Regions from separate parts of the Gossypium hirsutum genome. Here region 1 is linked to region 2. Evidence: chromatin contacts called from public Hi-C data. All regions are on one chromosome and are shown on one strand. Each heading gives the region's core, a stretch centred on a gene start, on an enhancer-like site or on the middle of the called end of the contact. The rest is flanking DNA. Distances are from core to core; before and after follow the strand shown.

Region 1 (3,356 bases), core at 477-2,976, 150 kb before region 2:
GGCGGATGTGGGGAAGGGAGTTGACGCCGAAGAGGTGGAAAGAAGATTGAGATTCGCGAAACTCGATGTCGGCGAAGAAGAGCTTGGTGTTGGAGTTGTTGTGGTTGGTGATGAAGGAAGAGGCGACGAGGGCGAATTCTTGGCGGAGCTCGCGGAGGTGGAGTTCGGTTTTGTCGTGGAGTTGGGTGGCGTCGAAGAAGATGAGGATAGAGTAAGGGCGAGGGATTTTGGGGGAGGTTAGGAATTTGGCAATGGTTCGGTCATCTAAGTGGATGACTCCTGATTTGGATTCGGACTGAAGGGCGCGGAGATCGGCTACCAGTTCTAATTCAGATTCAGATTCAGCAGTGGAAATAGCAAGGAATAGAGAAAGGGTGAAAAAGGAGAGTAAGAAGAGATAAGCAGAACTGGAAGGGATCGCCATTTCCTTGCTTAGCTTTCGGATTTGGGGATTGGCGACAAACAGCTTCGGTCTTAACGCTTCTCCGGTTTTAACATTCGTCTGGACAAGATGACTTTGACGCGTTGACTGACTTGACCTTGAGTTCCAGCTTAACGACGTCGTATCAGATGAAAGATCATTTAGGTCCATGTTCAGCTTAAAATGGGCTCGTTTGAATGGACCTTTGAAAGAATATCATATGAGCCAGCTCTAAGCTTTCAAAAAGAAAAATTGACAGCTGTGGGATTTGAACCCACGCCCTTTCGGACCAGAGCCTAAATCTGGCGCCTTAGACCACTCGGCCAAACTGTCCCTTTTTGCTTCGTGTTAAAACAGAAACATATTTATCTATATAGTTAAAGTCAAAGCTGGTGATGCACCAATTTGACAGCTAGAAGCCTACGACCTACAAGTAACTAGCAATAAGCTGATGAGCGTTGAAGTGATTGCTGTTTTTCACGTGCATAATCAAATTGCAAAGTAAGTGTTTTTCTTATTCCAAGTCAAGCATTTGGTTAAATTTTTATTGTTAATGGATTAAAAATTTTCATTTTTACTTAATAATGATGTTATATATCAGGTATTTCATTTTTTTTTGGAGTATCGCATTAATTTGTTGAAATGTCTTCATATTTGGCATCGACAGTTGCATATGATCTTCTTACTTCATTAAATCCATACTTTGGCATTCACTTTCAGTCCATCAAAAATGCAGCTTGTTGTGGGACCTTATGACCCCTAAAATTGGTCCCTAATGCCATGTGCTTGAGCACCTCTCCCAATCAACTATATAACAAGGTTTAGATTAGCATGTCTGGTCATGTTTACCAAGAAAGCAAGCTCTGCTTTTTCTGCTTTCTTTCCATTGCTTACGATTAAAAAAGGAAAATTTTGTTTTTAATTTGTAATCTAAGTCCTTTTTTACCTAAAGTTAAAGATTAAAGTGAGATTAATTTGCTTTAATTCAAAGTTTAAGCTGGTTGTTGGTCCCGAGTCCCGACCGCCAAATCCAGTGGTGAAATCCAAGATTTTCTGTGATTATTTTCAAGACAAACACAACAGTTCTTACATGTAAGAAATGGACCCACTCTCCATTTCTTTATACTGCCAATTCCTAATTGGAGGGCAGCCTGGCATTTCATTTATGTTCTCCATGGATCATTTATCTTACTTCATTTCCCTAAAATACCCTTCTTCACTTTGCAATTTGCATGATTTCTTGGATGGGTATATTGGTACATTCATCCAATTAATAGACCAAAATAAACCTTGGTTTATTGGTGTGCCGCTTCACACATGATCACATCAAGTGTCCAAATTCGAATACTCGGATATTTACCTCTCAAGATCCAGCAGAGAAGTGAGATCTCATCCTCTTCTTCCAAAAACAACACTTTGGGTCAACAAAATGGAGAAAGGGGTACTCTTCATTGCACTTCTAATATCTGCGTTTTACTCTTCATCTGAAGCAGCTGATTCACAAACTTCTTTCGAAGATAACTTCAGTATAATGTGGTCTGAAGATCATTTCAAGACCTCTGAAGATGGTCAGACCTGGTACCTCTCCTTGGACAAAGACACAGGTTTGATACAATTTGATTGCGTTAAACAGTAGTGTTTGGTTCTAATAACTTGCTTCAAATCCAGGATTTTAATCTGTTTCTATCTGCTTCTAGGTTGCGGGTTTCAAACCAAGCAAAGATACAGATTTGGGTGGTTTAGCATGAAACTGAAGTTGGTCGGAGGTGACTCTGCTGGCGTTGTAACAGCTTACTATGTATGTTTTCCTGACAGTTGTTTAAATATTTTGTAACATAAGAGTTGTGTTTTCCATAGCTGAAGTTTAAAGAGTGGTGCAGATGTGTTCTGAGAACGGGGCAGGGCCAGAACGAGATGAACTGGATTTTGAGTTCTTGGGGAATCGAACAGGGCAACCGTATTTAATACAGACAAACGTGTATAAAAATGGTGTTGGAGGCCGTGAAATGAGGCACATGCTTTGGTTCGACCCCACTGAAGAGTTTCATTCATATTCCATTCTATGGAACAACCACCAAATTGTGTAAGTCTCGTATTATATCTTATACTCATATCCGAATATATGCCTACTGAATTATTGCAAAACAGGTTTTTTGTGGATGAAGTTCCCATAAGAGTATTCAAAAACAATGGTGATGAGAAAAACGACTTCTTTCCCAATGAGAAGCCAATGTATTTGTTCTCCAGCATATGGAACGCAGATGAGTGGGCGACGAGAGGTGGGTTGGAGAAAACAGACTGGAAAAGAGCCCCATTTGTGTCGTCTTACAAGGATTTCAGCGTCGAGGGTTGCCAATGGGAAGACCCTTACCCTGCCTGTGTTTCCACCACCACCAAGAACTGGTGGGATCAGTACAAGGCTTGGCATTTATCTGATTCCCAGAAAATGGATTATGCTTGGGTGCAGAGGAGCCTTGTCATTTATGATTATTGCAAGGATAATGAACGGTATCCTAAATTGCCTGGAGAGTGTTCATTGAGCCCCTGGGAATAGGATCCTATATCATCAATTAAGATAAATTTTTGTTTCGATTTTATGGGATGTTTATATAATTTATTCAGTTGTCCTTATGATATGAGTTTGCATATTTGACCAGATCTATCTTTGGTTCACTATTTTTTAATAATACAGTTCATATATTTTGAAGAATTTCATGAGCAGAGTTTGATGATTTTTGTTCATTAAATAACAAAGTGTGTTGGTGCTCGATCTTTTTTCCCAGAGTTTCCCTTGCAAACTTACGTGTGTGTGTGCATTACATATAAAACAAGAAGAAATTGATTTAGAAACATATGCCCACCAAATTTCCCTCATTGGTATCAACCAGTTGTTATTGTAGCAGTTAGTTTTTAGCTAAAATGGCTACCATATGAA
Region 2 (3,611 bases), core at 464-2,963:
TTGAATGATGAAATTCGAATGATGATCGGAGGTAATGAAATACAAGAATTTGTTGTTCTATTTGATCGTGCACAGAAAATGGAAGAAGTGTACAACTGTAAGATGCAACGAGACAAGCGGAATCGAGAATTTCACAAGAGAGGTTTTGGCAACCAATTTTGTCGAAATTGAGGCTTTTGGCAACCAATTTTGCTGGAACAAATTTCTGAAGTTTAGCAATACATATAATCTTTACACAGTCAAAATACCAAATGAATTGCAAGTTTTTAATAGGTCGAAGAGAGCTAAAAGATCTTGAGCGTTTCCTAAATTTTTTATTTCAATTGTTTGGGGTTATTTTCAGCCCATTTAATAGCTTGAAGAGTCTTAAAAACCTGTTTGAACTACAAACCGACAAGAACTACAAACTGCTTACTGGTTGAATTGATTGTTGATCCAATTATTCATATATATGGGCTAAACAAAAAAAAAAAAATCCACCCCAAAAAGAGAAAGTAAATTAAAAATAATAACCATAAAGAAGAAAAAACAAAGTCCTCTCCTAAATCAAAATACAATTTTTTTTTTATCTTTTTTCATTTGCCTCATGACGTCTTCTACCTTGCTTATGCTCCTAAAATAAAAACTATGTTGCTCCTCTCTAATTGTTGCCTTGAAGCTCGTCGTCGTCGACTCAAATTGTTACTGTCGGTGTCATGTTTCTCTGAAGTAACTAAAGAAGATGGAATGTCTTTCGTGTATTTGAAAGAGAATTTTAATGTTCTCTTCCATTTTGTTATTTCAAGGAAAAAAGGATTAATGCATTTTCATTTATTTACTTTTTCTCGGATGAGTTGTATTGTCTTTTACTGTTGGCTTAATTTAATATTTGGTACCCGAACTTGACATTTTTTTCTTAATTTGGTATCTAAACCTGAATTTGGCTATTTTCCCTAATTTAGTACTTAATTTTTTTATTCGATTTGGTACTTGTCAAACGCTTTACAAATTACTCCAACATACAAAAAATATTTTTTTATGAAGTAGAAAAAAATAATAAAGTATGGTCGACATATGACAAATGATATGATATTTTTTTTGTATTTTATATGTTCAATTACTTTTAGTTTTATTTATTTATTTAAGTATTTTATTAATTGAAATTAATGATTTTTTTTAAAATTTGGGGTTTTAAAAAAATTTTTTCTTATTTAATATTAATTCATTAAGCATAACTCAATACCTATTTTTTAACATGAATTTTCTCTAGTAGTGACAATATCTTTGTAGGATAACAAAAAAAAAAACATCGTTTTGCGTAATTTGTATAACATTTAATAAATTTAAGTACCAAATTAAACCTAAAAAAAGGCTTAGGTACCAAATTAAACCTAAAACAAAACTTAAGTACCAAATTAAAAAAAAGTGTCAAGTTCAAGTGCCGAATATTATATTGAACCTTTACTATTCTATTTCTTCTTCTTTTTTTTAAAATTTATACATGTGTTTTATTTCCAAGGTAGAGGAACTTTTCGAGGTAGGGGTTAATGTATATTTATATTGATGTATCAAATGTTTATTTTATTTTATTTTTGATAAAAAGATAGCCAATGCATTAATGAAAGGGAAAATTAAAGGTTAAAACAATAATAAACCTAACACCAAACCCTAGGCCCCCAAACTTTACAGAGAAAGACAGGTGTCGTACACCCTCAAAGTCATTTGGGCAGTGCCTTGGGGGACCCTAAAAACAACTGGACAAAACTTAACAGAGAAGGAAAGCAGAACCAAAATAAATAAAAAAACAAAAAAACATAGAAATAGAAAAAAAAACCTAAAATAAAGACTATTAATCTTCCCTCTAAACCTTTCCCCTTCCTTGCACCGGAGAAAATCCAATTAGAGTGGACTAGTCCATAAGCCCTTAAATCTTTGATTAAATCATTTCCTTTCAACCAAACCTACCATCTACTGAGTTCCTTAGAGTAAAAAAAATCTTCCCTCAGACTTGGAATAAACAAGAACACACACTTCTTATATTCCTTGAAAAACCCTTTTTTCCTTCATGACTAGTTGTTGAATCTCTAAAGGGACCTCCTTCACCCAATAAGTTGATGTGGGAGAAATGTTCACTGCTTATATAATTCTGTTAATTTTTGTTTAGTTTTGAACGTTGGTTTTAATGAAAATGGTGCTTGTAAGGGAGGGTAGTCGACTAAGTGCCAAAAATAGGGAGTTTAGCAATATTAGTGATACAGTGTGTTTAATTCAATTCTATTTTAAACAGCCTGTCAAAACCTGCCCGTTACCCACCCTTTATGAACCAATTAGCTTGAAGGGTGAGATAGTTATGGAAATACACAAGAATTTTATGCTCTTTCTTCTATGAAATTTCATCTTCTTCTTCGATCTTCTCTCCTTTTATTTACTCTTTTTGCTAAGACTTTCTTACTTCATCAAAGGTATCAGAGCCTACACGTTCCTCATGGCCACTGATGGAATCATGACATGCCTTCAAGAGGAGATGGGTCTCCTACAACATGAACTTTCTCAACTTGACAGCAAGATGGAAGTCAAGTTAGACGCCAAGTTGGATGCTCGTTTCAAAGACTTTCGTGAAGATTTTAAGGGTGAAATATGCAGCGAGGTTAGATATGAGTTGCATTCCTTCTTTGATCAATATTTTAGGCAGCCTACCATTGGTATTCAAGGTTTAAATGGCAAAAGGTTGTTAGGTACACCTCCACCAAGGTTTCCACCCAAGGACACAGTAGTTATGTCTACAGCAATCGATGGAGGTCATTTAGGTACTTCTTCTCGTATTGGCGCGATTATTCAATGGGAAGACTCTTTCAGCTACAATGTCCACGGTTTGATGGTACAAACTTTTGTAGTTGGTGAGCTAAGCTAGAACAATTTTTCAAGGCTGAGAATGTGGGAGATCAAGCCAAAGTTCAATTACTCATGTTGAATCTTGATGGTCGAGCACTTGAGTGGCATTATTTCTTTGTACAACGAAATGGTGGACTTCAACATCTCACTTGGGAACAATATGCTCGAGCTTTACAGGACAGGTTTGGGTCTGCTCGATTTTTGGATCCCATGACTAAACTTGTTGCCTTGAAATAGATGAGCACAGTTGAGCAATATCATGACCAATTTGTAAGTCTTCTGAACCAATTGCATCTACCTGAGAGTTATGTGTTGAGTATATTTGTTCATAACCTTAAGTCCGAGATTGGTTAGTAGTTGTAGTTGTTTAAACCAACCAACTTGGAAGAAGGGTTAATTCTAGCTTTGCAAATAGAGGACATTATTAGCACAGGTTCTTCCAAAACTGTTTCTATAACAGGGAATTCAAATTATTCCAAAACTTTGTTTCCTCAGACTAAAACCTCCAATAGTCTTCGTCAAAACGTTGCCTACATAAAGGTACGGGGGCCTAGTAAGCAAGGTTAGACATGAAGGGCCTAAATTTACGTAGAGTCGCTACTAACCAATTAGGGCCAAGTTGGTTAGCCACCTACCGTCTAAAAGTCTATAATTAATACTATGAAAAATCCTAAAAGTCTAGACTCAATCTCATGATAAAATTTCGGGTTCGAGAGTGCGGTTACGTGTGGGGAAGGTTA

The links. A called contact is a pair of places that touch in the nucleus more often than the background predicts.
Region 1: a Hi-C map of leaf shows a contact between it and region 2, with 1.7 times the contacts expected there. The contact joins the promoter of LOC107901931 here to the promoter of LOC107901926 in region 2. A contact is called at or near these places in 3 of 34 Hi-C or Micro-C datasets (hypocotyl and leaf).

The regions. Positions count from the first base shown.
Region 1 is chrD06:55,987,536-55,990,891 of Gossypium_hirsutum_v2.1, reverse strand. LOC107901931 (probable xyloglucan endotransglucosylase/hydrolase protein 8) reads left to right here and starts at 1,726. Exons shown (of 4, transcript XM_016828113.2): 1 at 1,726-2,025; 2 at 2,119-2,219; 3 at 2,302-2,504; 4 at 2,570-3,131. The coding sequence starts at 1,851. The coding sequence ends at 2,975. LOC107901932 (probable dolichyl-diphosphooligosaccharide--protein glycosyltransferase subunit 3B) reads right to left here and starts at 607. Exons shown (of 1, transcript XM_016828114.1): 1 at 1-607. The coding sequence starts at 592. TRNAL-UAG (transfer RNA leucine (anticodon UAG)) reads right to left here and starts at 754; the gene lies at 675-754.
Region 2 is chrD06:55,840,725-55,844,335 of Gossypium_hirsutum_v2.1, reverse strand. LOC107901926 (flap endonuclease 1) reads left to right here and starts at 1,713. Exons shown (of 10, transcript XR_005914953.1): 1 at 1,713-2,318; 2 at 2,442-2,626; 3 at 2,715-2,786; 4 at 2,874-3,141.